2 separate regions of the Ovis aries genome follow, and region 2 is linked to region 1. Evidence: chromatin contacts called from public Hi-C data. All regions are on one chromosome and are shown on one strand. The core of a region is the stretch at or near the end of the contact, and the rest is flanking DNA. Distances in the headings are between cores, read along the strand shown.

Evidence for each region. A called contact is a pair of places that touch in the nucleus more often than the background predicts.
Region 2: a contact with region 1 is called in a Hi-C map of liver, with 2.6 times the contacts expected there. The contact joins the promoter of NVL here to the promoter of FBXO28 in region 1. A contact is called at or near these places in 6 of 16 Hi-C or Micro-C datasets (blood, hypothalamus, liver and 2 more).

Annotation. Positions count from the first base shown.
Region 1 is chr12:26,532,187-26,539,914 of ARS-UI_Ramb_v3.0, forward strand. It overlaps FBXO28 (F-box protein 28), which reads left to right and starts at 2,806. Exons shown (of 5, transcript XM_027976294.3): 1 at 2,806-3,102. The coding sequence starts at 2,836.
Region 2 is chr12:26,724,950-26,732,677 of ARS-UI_Ramb_v3.0, forward strand. NVL (nuclear VCP like) reads right to left here and starts at 3,987. Exons shown (of 24, transcript XM_060396352.1): 1 at 3,898-3,987.

The sequences.
Region 1 (7,728 bases), core at 1,556-4,055:
GAAAAAAAATTTCTATTTCTTTCATTTTGTACCTACGTGAGATGATGGATGTTCACTAAATTTATTGTGATTATCATTTCATGATGTATGTAAGTCAAGTCATTATGCTGTACCCATTAAACATATACAGTGATGTATGTCAACTATATCTCCAGAAAATTGGAGGGTAAAAAAAAAAAAATAGACAAAACTCTCGTATGCTCTTCATCCAGATTCACCAAGTATTGATGTTTATCATGTTTGCTTTATTCATCTCACTCTCTATCTACATATTGAACCACTGAAGAGCAAACAGAGACATCATGACCCATTTACCCCTAAATATTTCAATGTGTATTTCCTAAGAAGAAGGACATTCTCTTACAAGACCACAATTCAGTTCAGTTCAGTTGCTCAGTCGTGTCTGACTCTTTGCGACCCCATAAATCGCAGCACGCCAGGCCTCCCTGTCCATCACCAACTGCCGGAGTTCATTCAGACTCATGTCCATCGAGTCAGTGATGCCATCCAGCCATCTCATCCTCGGTCGTCCCCTTCTCCTCCTGCCCCCAATCCCTCCCAGCATCAGAGTCTTTTCCAATGAGTCAACTCTTCACATGAGGTGGCCAAAGTACTGGAGTTTCAGCTTTAGCATCATTCCTTCCAAAGAAATCCCAGGGCTGATCTCCTTCAGAATGGACTGCTTGGATGTCCTTGCAGTCCAAGGAACTCTCAAGAGTCTTCTCCAACACCACAGTTCAAAAGCATCAATTCTTTGGCACTCAGCTTTCTTCACAGTCCAACTCTCACATCCATACATGACTACCACAAAAAGAAAAGAAAGATAAAGAAAAGAAAGATAAAAAGAAAAGAAAAATAAATAAATAAAAATTTAAAAAGATTATGGGGTAGTTACATAGATTTGTCTATCTCAAGTACAGGTTATGCATTTTTGGTAGGAATACCACATTATGCTATGTCCTTTTCATATCAGGAGCTACATGATGTCAATTCTACTCATAGCTCGTGAAGTTAATTTTGATCATTTGGTTATGGTGGTGTCCACCAAATCTCTCTATTGCAAACTTCTTTTTATCTTGTAATTGATAATTAATTTGTGGGGGTTATTTTGAATCTATGTAAATATTATTTTCCAGATCACACTCTTACTTTCTCATTTTAGCATCTTTTGATGATTCTTGCCTAAATCAATTTTTTATGGAGATATAATTCACATATTATAAAGTTCACTATTTAAAAAAATATTTATTTTTTCATTTATTTGGCTGGGTTGTTAGAACACAAGCTCTTTCATTGTGGCCCTGGGCTTTAGTTGTGGCACGTGGCTTCAGAGTGCACAAGCTCCATAATTGCAGCATACAGGCTTAGTTGCCCAAGCATGTAGGATCTTAGTTCCCTGACCAGGGATGGAACCCGAGTCGTCTGCATTGGAAGGTGAATTCTTAACCACTGGACCACCAAGGAAGTCCCCAAATTCACTATTTTGAAGTGTACAATTCAGAGGTGTACCCATCACCATTGTCTAATTCCATAACATTTTCATCGCCCCAGAAAAAAAATCCTACACCCCTTAGCAGTCGATCCCCTTTCCCCTGCTGTTTCCAGCTTCTCAGAACCATTAATCTACTTTCTGTCTTTATTGTCTTGGCTATTTCAGGCATCTCATATCAATGGATTCATACAATATGTGGTCGTTTGGGTCTTGCTTCTTTAATTGAAAACATTTTTAAGGCTCATTCATATGGCAGTTTTAATCAATCCTACATTCTTTTTTGCCTAAATCAATCAGTATGGTTCTTGAAAAATGATGATATTCTACATTGTTTCACCTACACTTACTACTGTTGTTCAGTCGCTCAGTCATGTCCAACTCTGCGACCCAATGGACTGCAGCACACCAGGCTTCCCTGTCCTTCACAGTCTCCCTAAGTTTGCTCTAACTCATGTACACTGAGTCCATGATGCCATCCAACCATCTGGTCCTCTGTCTCCTCCTTCTCCTCCTGCCTTCAATCTTTCCCAGCATCAGGGTCTTTTCTAATGAGTCAGCTCTTCACATCAGGTGGCCAAAGTATCGGAGCTTCAGCTTCAGCATCAGTCCTTCCACTGAATATTTGAGGTTGATTTCCTTCAGAATTGACTGGTTTGATCTCCTTGCAGTGCAAGGGACTCTCAAGAATCTTATCCAACACCACAGTTCAAAGGCATCAATTCTTCAGCACTCAGCCTTCTTTATGGTCCAACTCTCACATCCCTACATGACTACCACAAAAACCACAGCTTTGACTATACGGACCTTTGTCAGCAAAGTCTGACTCTGCTTTTTAACACACTCTCTAGTTTTGTCACAGCTATTCTTCCAAGGAGCAAGTGCCTTTTAATTTCATTGCTGCAGTCACTATCCTCAGTGATTTTGGAGCCCAAGAAAATAAAGTCTGTCACTGTTTCCACTGTCTCCCCATGTATTTGCCATGAAGTGATGGGACCAGATGCCATGACCTTACTTCACTTACTAGTTAACATTATTTTTATCTCCCTTTATCAGGGAAGCACTTTAGGAAAAATTGCACTGTGAAGTCAATTTCAGACACGGTTCGTCTGCCCTCAAGTCGTTTCCAATCTTAGATGAAAGGTCTTACAGTGACCACCTTTCCACGAGTTTAGGTGATCTTCTCTCCTTCCCACTTGAACTAGCATCAAAGTGTCTCTGCCTGTCACCCCATAGGCTCCTCCCCCTCCTCCAGGTGCCCCTCCCGGCAGCTCAAGAGAAGGAAGTGACGCACCGGAAGTGTCCCTGTTCCCCTTGCAGAGGGGGGAAGGAATCAAACCCCCAAGATGGCGGCAGCGTCGGAGGAGCGGATGGCTGAGGAAGGAGGCGGCGGTCACGGCGACGGCGGCTCCCCTTCGGCCATCGCCTCTACCCAGCGACTGCCCCCACCGCCCCCGCCCCAGCCCCCGCAGCCGGGGTCCCAGGCGTCCCCAGCCCCGGGGCTGGCTCCGGACCAGCTGCCTCAAAACAACACGCTGGTGGCGCTGCCCATCGTAGCCATCGAGAACATCCTCAGCTTTATGTCCTACGACGAAATTAGCCAGCTCCGTCTGGTGAGGCCCCCTGGGGACCCTTGCCGCCCTCTCCGAGAGCCGAGGTCTGGGGAGGGCCCGAAAGGGAAGAGCGTTCCCCGGGGAGGGAGCCCCTGGCGAGCTGCAGCTGCAGCTAAAGCACCAAGCGCACCCCTCCCGCCCCAAAGTCTCTCTTGGGGCTGGCTCGCGGGGTTTGTCCAGATTCCGCCCTTGCTCGAGGAGTGGGGGCGACTGCCTGCAGGAACTTGGCTTTGAGAGTCTGGGGGGCTCGGGGGCTCTGTGCCCCCGATCCGGAAGCGGGGCCACGGGCGGGGGCAGCAAGAATTGGGCTTCCAACCTCTGTCCGGCCTGAGCGTGGACGCCGAAGGGATCTCACCATCTGCCTTTTGTATATCACCTTCCAACCCCAGGCTGGAGTTGGCCAGCACTCCGAAGTAGGCGAGATTATCCCGGCTAGGTTTGGTTTGTCTGTGAGAATAACGTATTGTTCCCCCTACTACCCAAGTTTCCTTGTTGCGAAAGATAAAAGTCAGATTGGTCCGTCCTCCCAAAAGCCAGTAGAGGTTTGGAGGAATTCGAACTCGTTTTGGTAACCTCAACCCCAGCGCCTTGGTTGACCAATGAAGGCAATCCTGAGAAGTGACTATCGGGCTTTGCCTCACCCCTGACACTTGCCACCCCCTAGTGAAGCACCTTGCCCCTTGAGGAGGTTTTTTTCCTCTCCTGCATTTCTTTTCTAACTAGTGATTTACGCCCCCTCCCCCCGCCCCCCCCCGCCAGCTTTAGGAGAGGTTTTATACCTTAAAATCACAGTAAGTCTGTCCATGATTAATGAAAATAAATTAATTTGCCTTTGGGATTTTTTTCATCCCAGAGGCTTCACTGAAGGTTCAATGACTACCTTAGTTCAGTCAGTCAGTTATTTTGCTTCCTCAGTGAATTTATCTTTAAGTGGTAAGGAAATTGAAGGAGGTGGACATTTTGAAATGATTACAAACCGTTTCTGTGTAGAAGCTAAATATGTGGTCGGGGTTGTTTTTAAGAGGACAAAGACATATCTGAATGTGCTGTGTATAGCGTTTTCTTAATAATCAATAAACTCTATTTTAGATTTACACCTTCAATTTAAAATTGATCATAATTGTATTTTTCAGATGCAAGCATATTTTTTAAAGGAGGCTATTAAATATTCAAACTGGTGAACCATTTATTTTCTTGTCAACACAGCACATCAACCATGCCAGTCTGCAGGATAGAAAATTCATTTGAAAAGTAGTATTTTAAAATGATTGTCCCTTAAATGATTGAATTTCCAAACATGTTATCCTAGAATTTCTTGTCTAACTATTCCTTCGATTTTTGATAAAGAATGATATTTGATCAGAATTCTTGGTATACATTCCTGTTGCCTGGAAATTGGACATGACATTTGAATTGAGCCTTTCAGCCAGACAATGCCTTTGTAAAGCTTGGAATGTTCACCTTCTGTTTTATAAGTATTGAGAAAAACTGTGTGTGTGTGTGGGGGGGGGGGGGGATGTTCATTTGTTGGTCAATTTACTTCTTTAAAAATTAAAAACATTCTTAAAGGGGAGAAAAACAGCCTATCCTAGGGGACAGAGTTAAAAACACATCCCACAGTTTATTAGTAAATGACATCTCTTTCAAATGAAATACTCAGCTGCATTCTTATTTTTAAGCAGTTATCTATTCTAGTATTTTAAAGATACAAATTTTGTAGTTTCAGAGATTTTTATCATAAGGAGTCCCTTACCACCCCCCTAAAAAGATTCAGCTCCCAGTTTTACTTCTTAAAGATGGTTTTTTTCTCTGTTTTAGTAATGGGGAACTATTTCTTATTTCTTTCTTAACTTAAGGTTAATGGATAATTCTTAGATTAAGTGGGTAATCTTTTGTGGCGATTTGGAAGGGTCTTTGGTTTTAAATTCTTTGGTTCATATGTCATAAGGTGCAATTCAAGTAACATGAAAGATTCTTGCCACTAGGTGTCAGCATTAATTTAATTATGGTCATTAATGAAATTGGCAGTCTAGCGATAGTGCGTAGTATGTGCTTTCCATGCCTTTCCTAATTTAAGTGACCATTTATCCCTAACCGACTGTTTGCGAGAAAATCAATACCAGTTTGTATGCTGCTATCTGGCATATAAATTACATAGTTTCTTTTATTGTCAAGTATTTTTTTGAGTAGAATTAAGGTTGGGTGTACTTAGAAAAGAGTAATATTAATTAAGAACAGAATTAGTTTCCATAAAGCTAAATGTCAACCATTCAGTAGTTAATGAGCTAGTTTACATATTTGTCAGGTGCTTCTTTTTTACTTCCTTCAGCTTACTTGCCCAGTTAGAACCTTAGGCTTCCCAGATGGCTCAGTGGTACAGAATCCACCTGCAGTGCAGGAGACACAAGAGACTCAGGCTCAATCCCTGGGTTATGGACGATCTCCTGGAGGAGGAAATAGCAACCAGTCCAGTGTTCTTGCCCAAGAAACCCCATGGACAGAAGAGCCTGGAGGGCTACAGTCTAAAGGGTGGCAAAGAGTCGGACACAACTGAGCACACACATTAGGACCTCAGTCATAACTATTGTTAACACCTAAATTAGAGGACAGGTGCAGGGTCCATGTACTTACTGCTCTATATTTGCTTAATACAGTTTGTCCCAAGTTGCTAAAATAACATTTTCCAATCGACTTTGCTTCCTCTTGCCATGAATAATTGAAATTTGACTCTCCAGTCTGGTTATTTCCAAAGGAATGTCCAGATCCCTTATTAAACTGGATTTTGTTTTATTTTTTCTGCCCTTGACTGTTGCTCCCAAAATGTACCTGGAACTTGGAAATCCTGGTTACATAAAAATAGTTCTTTAAATATTTAACTTCTCTAATATATTTTAAATTATTTGGATGAAGATACCTTTTTAAATGACAAAATGTGTACTTTGAGTTGTTTTCCAGTAAATCACATAAATTTGTGCTGACAGGTATGAGAGTTTTTGAAACAAGTGGCAAAGGTTAAGGAAGGTCCTGCACCTAGTTGCAGAGCACATCACAGCCAAATTGGAACATATAACGTTGACCTGTGAGTACAGAGTTCTCACTGAAAAAAAAAAAAAGTACGCAAGGCTTTTTAAAAGTTGTCTTAGGGAATTCCCTGGCAGCCCAGTGGAGAGGTCCTATAGATTTTTCCTCTGTGGTTCTAGTGGAGCTCCTGTAAATTTAATGGAATCCTATAAGTGGTTCAGGACAGATTTGATTAAAAGTTTAGTTCAAGTGTCATGCTTATTATCTGGAATGACATTTTCCATTTGACAGCAAAATACATAAATCTATGTTTTTGTCCCAGGATATTTCTCTAGTGCACTCTAGCTGGTGAAATCTATTACTCATTTATAGTTCCTTTTGCATCTTTTCTTCAAATGTGTTTGAAAAGTTCAGTTGTAGAGAGGGTTGACTGGCAGAAAATATGAAGGAAAATGGGAAAGTATTACCTTTTTTTTTTTTTTAAGTAGGCAAGATGTCTTCCTTATATCTCTTTCTCTATATCAGTAGTTCTCAATTTTGTCTCAAGACACCTTTATGCATGGGGATGACCCAGAGAGATGTTATGGGGAGGGAGGTGGGAGGGGGGTTCATGTTTGGGAACGCATGTAAGAATTAAAGATATTAAAATTTAAAAAATAAAAAACCGAAAAAAAAAAATTAAAAAAAAAAAAAGACACCTTTACATTCTTAAAAGTCACTGAGGACCCAAATCGCTTACCTTTGAAGATTCTAAAATACCCAAGAATGCACAGTACATGATTCCATTAGCTGTCATCACATGTCACGTTGCCACACACATTCTGCTGTGTCTTGTGAGAGAATAAGCATGAAAATGGCAAATAACATCTTAGCATTATGAAAATGATTTAGCTTCAGAAACTCTTGAAAGGATCTTGGGAACCACAAGGGTCCCTTGACCACACTTTGAGAACCATTGCTCTGTATCACTGTATTATAGAAAATACACTGTCTGTACTGCTGAGGGGTTTTTCCCCTACCATGTCATCATCAGGTTATTTATTAACAAATTCTTAAGTATAGGTAAGAAATTATATTTTGGGAATACTTCACTCCTGCAGATTCTCAAAGGTGTCCAATCGGTAACCCTGTCCACAATATCATCACTGAGACACAACGTACATACCTTCCTTGAGCACGTTTACAAAGAATCAGGATAACAAATGCATAGTAGTAAATACAAGAATGTTGAGGTTAATCAGCAGAGGCTTCCTCAGGGTCATGAATTTTTATCCAGTCAGTAAAGATGGAAGAACATTCCCAGTAGGGAAAAAAAAAAAAAGATATGTAATTATCTTAATTGTTTTGTTCAGGCTAATATTAAATTTATATTTTCTTTCCAAGTGCATATGTAGGAGGGACACACAGGGAATTTTTTAATTTGTTGTAATTTTACCAACAGACAATTGAGAATTAACTCTCTGTCTCTGTATATAGTAGTATATCTTAAATGGTCCATTACCAAAAGGATAGAATTTTTTCTTATAAAAGATTAAAGTGTTCTTGTGAAAGAGATGGGAAGTTGTATACGACTGGCTCATTCATTGTTCATTTTTTAAATGATTT
Region 2 (7,728 bases), core at 2,737-5,236, 190 kb after region 1:
ACTGAACTCATAAGAGCACTAAGGGATATTTTAAATTTGAAGGAACAGAGTAATAGTTGATCTGTCCATCTGCAGGAACTATATGTGACCCTCAAACAACATGAGTTTGAACTGCACTCATCCACTTATAGCAGATTTTTTCGATAAATGCATTTTACAGTACTACATGATCCAGGGCTGGTTGACTATGCCAATATAGAACCACAAATATAAAAAGCCAACTGTAGCTATACACAGATTTTCAAATGAATGGGGTTGGGGGGAGAAAGAATATTGGCATCCCAACCCTCATATTGTTCAAAGGTCAACTGTACTAGCCTGAGACAATTCATGTTTCAATATTAAAGCATCTTCTGATGATGTCATATCTTTGCAAAACTGGGTTTCCAGCATTTCCTATAATAAAAATCAAGGTGGAACAGGAAATGAATAGCAGTGTCAATCTGATCGCTAAGTATAAGAAGTTGTGCAGTGCCCAAAAGGCATACAAATTTCACCAGTAAATAACTGTGGTTATTTAAGAATGAAATATTGGGTCAGCCAAAGTAAAAAACCTGAATGGACTTTTTGGCCAACCCAATACAAACGTACTGGGGCCTGGGCTTCCCCAGTGGCTCAGCTAGTAAAGAATCCACCTGCAACGCGGGAGACCCAGGTTCAATCCCTGGGTTGAGAAGATCCCCTGGAGAAGGAAAAGGCTACCCACTCCAGTATTCTGGCCTGGAGAATTCCATGGACTGTATAGTTCACAGGGTCATAAAGAGTCGGACATGACTGAGGGACTTTCACTGACTGACTTTGGGACCTAGAAACAATATGAGAAAAACTACTAAGAAACTAAGGGCCTGGTAAACCTGTTCTAGGGGCCTTTTACACATTCTCTCTTTTAGTGCTCACAATGCTGTGAAGTAGATGTTACTCTCCCCCTATTTATTTTTTAAAAAGTATTTATTTATTGGCTGTGCTGGGTCTTCGTTGCTGCACGGGCTTCTCATTGCAGTGGCTTCTCTTGCTGCAGAACAGGGGCTCTAGGACGCGCAAGCTTCAGTATTCGCAGCTCCAGGCTCCAGAGCATAGCCTCAGTAGCTGCGGTACATGGGCTTAGTTACTTTGGGGCATGCAGGCTCTTCCTGGATCAGGGATGGAACCATGTCTCCTGTATTGGCAGGCAGATTCTTTATCACTGAGTAACAAGGGAAGCCCTCTCCCCTGATTTGAAACTTTAAAAGCTTACTTACTTGCTTACCAGCCTGTAAGTTACAGGGCCAGATTTCAAACCTAGAATGTTTAGTGATCAACTCCCAAGTTTCAATATTTGCTAATTATCTAGTCTAGGTTCCCCACGTCATACAACAAGTTCTTCTCAAGGATCCCTAACACATGAGAACTGCCTCTGGATAAATGCTGCCAATGGCAAGAGACTAGGTGTCCAAAGCTGCAGCTTCAGTTAATTGTCCCCTTCTGTGGACTCCTATAGCATGCTGTCATTTACCACAGTCAATCCTGAATTGCACATATATATCTCAAACCCACTTCAAATTAGAAAGTAACAGGACTAAAACCACTTTAACCTGCTAAGTTTTAGAGTAATCTGTTATACAGCAATAGATTAACGAGGTAGTTAAAAGGAGGCAAGTGTACTACTTGAAAGATGTCTAAAACATATTGCTCAACGAAACAAACAAGCAGCAGAAGAGAGACAGATGAGCCTGTGTGATTAAAAGAAAAAAAATCTCTAAGTGCATATATGCACACAAAATTTTAAGACAGGTACAACAGAAACTCTCCATGATTACTCATGCAGGAGTGGGGATGAAAAGAATTCTTTCTTCTCATTTTATACCCTCCAGTTCCCTTTATGTTAAACCACAAGAACCTATTACTCTTATTTTTAAATTACTATTTATTTGACTGTGCCAGGTCTTAGTTGTGGCACACAGTATTCCTGGTCTTCGTTGCGGCATGTGGGATCCAGTTCCCCGACCAGGGTTCAACCCAGGTTCCTTGCATCGGGAGCATGCAGTCTCAACCACCAGACCACCAGGGAAGTCCCCCTATTACTTTTATAATGAACCAAAGTATAAAAAGAGAGGAAAACTGCTAACGTCAAACGCTGCAGAGCAAGTCAAGTGTGGCAAAAACTGAAAAGAGGCCACTGGATTTAGCCATTAGGAGTCACTACTCGGAGATCCGAATAAACTGAAGCAGCAAATTGTGCAAACATTCAGAGAAAGAGCACTTAAGTGAGTAAACTGCAAAAAGAAAAGTCCTGTGCCCAGGAAGTTTGAGAAGGTCCATATGGATAGGACGTGCAATCAAGGGAGATTACAAAAGCGGAAAAAAGCAACGGACAAAAAGGTACACGGGGCCAAAATACAAAGTGCTATTTAGGATGGATTTTACTCTAGATGTCTGAAAGTCCACAGAAGGGTTTTGAGTAGGACCCTGGCACACTCCAATTTTCCCTTTAAAATGATCTCCCTGGATGCTCTGTGTAGAACACACTAAGTAAAACCAGACACAGTGAGAACAGTTAGGAGGTATTTCAACAGTCTAAAGGGAGTGTGGTTTGAACTAGGGTGTTAGAAAGAAAGTGACAGTCTCTCAGTCCTGTCCGACTCTTTGCGATCCCATGGACTGTAGTCCACGGAATTCTCCAGGCCAGAATACTGAAGTGGGTAGTCTTTCCCTTCTCCAGGGGATCTTCCTGACCCAGGAATCAAACCGGCGCCTCTTGCATTGCAGTTGGATTCTTTACCAACTGAGTTATCAGGGAAGCCCAAGCGATTAGGTTTGAAGTATATTTTGAAGGTAAAGCCAAGTAGGTCACTGATTAATTGGTTACAGGAAGCAAGAGTCAGAATGAGTCTTAAGATTTGGGGCCTTAACAAATGGATGGATGGTGCGATGTCATTTACTGGAATAAACAACACAAAGAACAGAACAGTTTGGAGAAGAAGATCAATACTCTAAGTTGAAATCCTATAAGATACTCATGAGCAGATGTTGAGTAGGCAGCTGGATATATCAATCTGGAATTCAAGATAAAATCAGCACTGGGTTATAAGATAAATTTTGAAGTCATGAATGAATGTGTAATATTTAAAGGTACTAGACTGGATGAGATCACCTAGAAGTGTGCATAGGTAGAATATAAAGAGAAGGTAAAAGCACAGGTGCTTAAGGCACTTCCAACATTTAAAGGTGACAGGAAGAAACAGATTCAAAAAACTGACGATATAGGAGCTGGAAGGGTAAAAGAAAAACAAGGTGAGAATATAGCTCTTAAAGTCTCTCTCCGTCCTTCTGAGTGCTTAGTAACCTAAATGTCCAAGGCATTTACGACACAATGCATTCCACTGACGATTATGAATTAAAAAAAAAAAGGGGGGGGCAGGTAAAGTGCCCGTTATAAAGTAAGATTCAGAGTACTTGTCTTTACTGGTGTCCGAACTTGACTCCAAGTTTCCTAAGAAAGGAAGTTAACGTATTCTTTATGACCCCGAAAGCAATTCGTCTCTACAAGGTTTCGAGGAATACTTCCTTCCCAACTTCACAAGATAGGAAATTTTAAACTCAAATGCCATCTCCACTCTCTTTACGGATCTGCACAAAAGTCAGGCAGATCCGGGCAGGCCCTCATCAAGCTGCTGCCTCTCATGGTTTCGGGCTGCGCCTTGAACCTCGGCCGCACAGTGAGGAGAAAGGGGCTTGAACCACCCGCGAAGAAGTGGAGTCGTCAACAGCCCCACGCTCGAATCCAGACTGGCACTGGCGGCAAGTCAGTCCGATCTGGAAGCCTTCCCCCCTTCTCCTAGCTACGGCGAGAAAGGGCCTCTGGGGCTCCTAAGCAGCGAACGCGGACCACTCTGAGAGCTGGCCGTGCAGCATACACACCTGGATGACGCGCTGCTTCAGTTTATTATCCACGAACCTCGCGGGCCTGGGCTTCATCGCAGATGCCTCTGCTGTTGCTGCACGAGCTTCACGTGAACCGGGGGCCTCCCCGAAGCTGCCCACGGCGATTGCCGGGCCAGCTGCCCACGGAAAGGCGCCCCAGCCGCCCTAGCCCACGCCGTTCCCTTCAAGACTTTCGTACCGCGAGTAAAGGGGAAAAAATCGCCGAGAACACGAAGGATATTTGAGAGAAGAAAGGAGTTTTTCAGAGTCTTATTTTACAGGCTTGTCCAAGAGGCCCTGGAAGACAAGGACCCATTTGAACACGCTCAACTTTATTGTTCCCGACTCTGCGGACACGCTCAGGGGCGGGAGCTGGGAGGTTCCTGAGGGGGCGTGGCCATCCACGTCTGTAAGATTTCTAGCCTGTCTAGTCGCACCGTTTGCGAATTTAGTTGATCTTGACCTGGAATCTTAAAACCGAAACTAGATAATTGTGATGATTAGATCAGGGTAAAAACACACCGCCACCCTCCTGCTTATTCCACCCAGTGACCCACGTTAGTGAGTCCCAACAAAGGGGCTTGGTGTCCGAAAAAAAAAAAAAAAAATTAGCTTAACCAGAAAACTAAACCATCTGTTACATTTGGGAATCGCTTGGTCTTATGATATTTTCGGCAGATAATTCCTTGAGCACATCCACTGGCAGACTCCATCTTGGGCTAGAAACTGCCGGGATTTTTTAAACTGTATGTATTTGCCCCCAAAGAAGTTTATCTTGCATCACAGAAGATACAAATAAAGAATCAATTTTCAAAAAATTTACTGTCTTTAGTTTCTACCTGTTTGCTTGTTTCAATCGTGTTCTCAGTATTCTTATTTGAGGTCTTGCTTGGCTTATGAGACTATTAAGTGCAGCCTATGTGTCAGAAAATTTGGGAAACTCAGCAGTGGCACAGGCCTGGAAAAGATCAGTTTTCATTCCAATCTCAAAGAAAGGCAATACCAAAAATGCTCAAACTACCGCACAATTGCACTCATCTCACATGCTAGTAAAGTAATGCTCAAAATTCTCCAAGCCAGGCTTCAGCAATACATGAACCATGAACTTCCTGATGTTCAAGCTGGTTTTAGAAAAGGCAGAGGAACCAGAGATCAAATTGCCAACATCCACTGGGTCATGGAAAAAGCAAGAGAGTTCCAGAAAAATATCTGCTTTCTTGACTATGCCAAAGCCTTTGACTGTGTGGATCACAATAAGCTGTGGACAATTCTGAAAGAGATGGGAATACCAGACCACCTGACCTGCCTCTTGAGAAACCTATATGCAAGTCAAGAAGCAACAGTTAGAACTGGACATGGAACAACAGACTGGTTCCAAATAGGAAAAGGAGTACGTCAAGGCTGTATATTGTCACCCTGCTTATTTAACTTATATGAGAAACATCATGAGTACATCATGAGATGTACTTATATGAGTATATCATGAGAAATGCTGGGCTGGATGAAGCACAAGCTGGAATCAAGTTTGCTAGGAGAAATATCAATAACCTCAGATATGCAGATGATACCACCCTTATGGCAGAAAGTGAAGACGAACTAAAGAACCTCTTGATGAAAGTGAAAGTGGAGAGTGAAAAAATTGGCTTAAAGCTCAACATTCAGAAAACGAAGATCATGGCATCCAGTCCCATCACTTCATGGGAAATAGACGGGGAAACAGTGGCAACAGTGGCTGACTTTATTTTGGGGAGCTCCAAAATCACTGCAGATGGTGATTGCAGCCATGAAACTAAAAGATGCTTACTCCTTGGAAGGAAAGTTATGACCAACCTAGACAGTACATTCAAAAGCAGAGACATTACTTTGCCAACAAAAGTCCGTCTAGTCAAGGCTATGGTTTTTCCAGTGGTCATGTATGGATATAAGAGTTGGACTATAAAGAAAGCTGAGTGCTGAAGAACTGATGCTTTTGAACTGTGGTGTTGGAGAAGACTCTTGAGAGTCCCTTGGACTCTAAGGATATCCAACTAGCCCATCCTAAAGGAGATCAGTCCTGAGTGTTCATCGGAAGGACTGATGTTGAAGCTGAAACTCCATATTTTGGCCACCTGATGCAAAGAGCTGACTCATTTGGAAAGATCCTGATACTGGGAAAGATTGAGGGCAGGAGGAGAAGGGGACGACAGAGGATGAGATGGTTGGATGGCATCACCGACTCAATGGACATGAGTTTGGGTAGGCTCAGGGAGTTGGTGATGGACAGGGAGGCCTAGCATGCTGCAGTTCATGGGGTCGCAAAGAGTCAAACAAGACTGAGCAACTGAACTGAACTGAACTGAAGTAGTGCATTGAGATGTGGAGAGGAGATGGAATTAAGAGAAGGTGGTGAAATGTTGACAGTGTGGATAAAGAATGTTGCCTGCCATTTTAGTAAACAAAGAATGTTGTGGCCATAATGCCATCAGCCATATCCTGCCCCTAATGGTGCTCCCTGAGAGGACCACTGGAGCAGGCTGCAATTTCCTACTCGAGGAGATCCTCCTCTTGATCCAGGAATTGAACCCGCGTCTTTTATGTCTCCTGCATTGGCAGGCAGATTCTTACCACTTATCGCCACCTGGGAAGCCCACGAAGTGTTACCCACTCAGTCGAGTCAGACTCTTTGAGACCCCATGAACTGGGGAAATGGCAACCCACTCCAGTATTCTTGCCTGGGAAATCCCATGGACAGAGGAGCCTGTCGGGCTACAGTCTATGGGGTCGCATAGAGTCGGACTCAACTAAGGGACTGAGTACCAAACGTACTACATAGAATAAAACAGGCCCAGGAGCATTACAACATATACCAAGCAGCATAGTTTATTAGTCTATAGTTTGTTTGAGAGTACTATCTTATATTTGGGGTCAGCTTCATGGGTGTGTGACCTGTGCAGTTGCAAAGAGCTTTGTGCTCAGAAAGGGCTCAACACCAGGTTAATGCTCCACAATTGCTATCCTAAAATTCTTAATACTGTTTGAACATGTGGCCCCTTATTTTAATTTTGTACAGGGCCCTGAAAATTATATAACTTATTTGGACCTTAAGTACTCTAGAATGCAAACCTATTAAGGGCAAGGAGTATTTTTCACCCATTTATTGCATCAGATGCAGTAGGCACTAATTCAAAGTCAGTTAATGCTCAGCATCAATAATGGTATGCTATCACATTCTCCATTGGAATTATTTCCAGTAATTATTGCCCTGAAGATAATTTTACATCAATTTCGTTGTTCAGATTTTACAGTACCATACAGCTAAACCAAAAAGATTGCTGAACAGTAACCTGAGTACATGTACATCTCAAGAACTTCCTACAATAAGTTAATTGTCCTCCATTCTTTGATGGCACAATCCCACCTAGTGGTAGTGGCACGTTTTACTATCTATTTTTCACAGCTTTGCCCTTCCAAACCTTGTACCTCACTAGTAAATAGCCTCTTGTCTAACTGTGCTTCTTAATTAAGGTGATATATGTCCTGATTTACTCAAAATAGTCCCAATTTTTGCCTGTTGACCCTCCACAATTATTATTTTGTCCATGCCTTGCAGCATGTGGGATCGTCTCTGACCAGGGATTGAACCCCTGCCCCCTGCAATGGGAGCATGGAGTCTTAAACACTGGACCACCAGGAAAGTCTCAGCACAAGTTATCTTATTTTAGTGGCATGTGGGATTTCAGTTCCCCAGCCATGGATTAAACTCGCACCCCACGCATTGGAAGATGGCATCTTAACCACTGGACTGCCAGGGAAGTCCTTGGCACAATTATTAAGAGTATTCTTCTCATG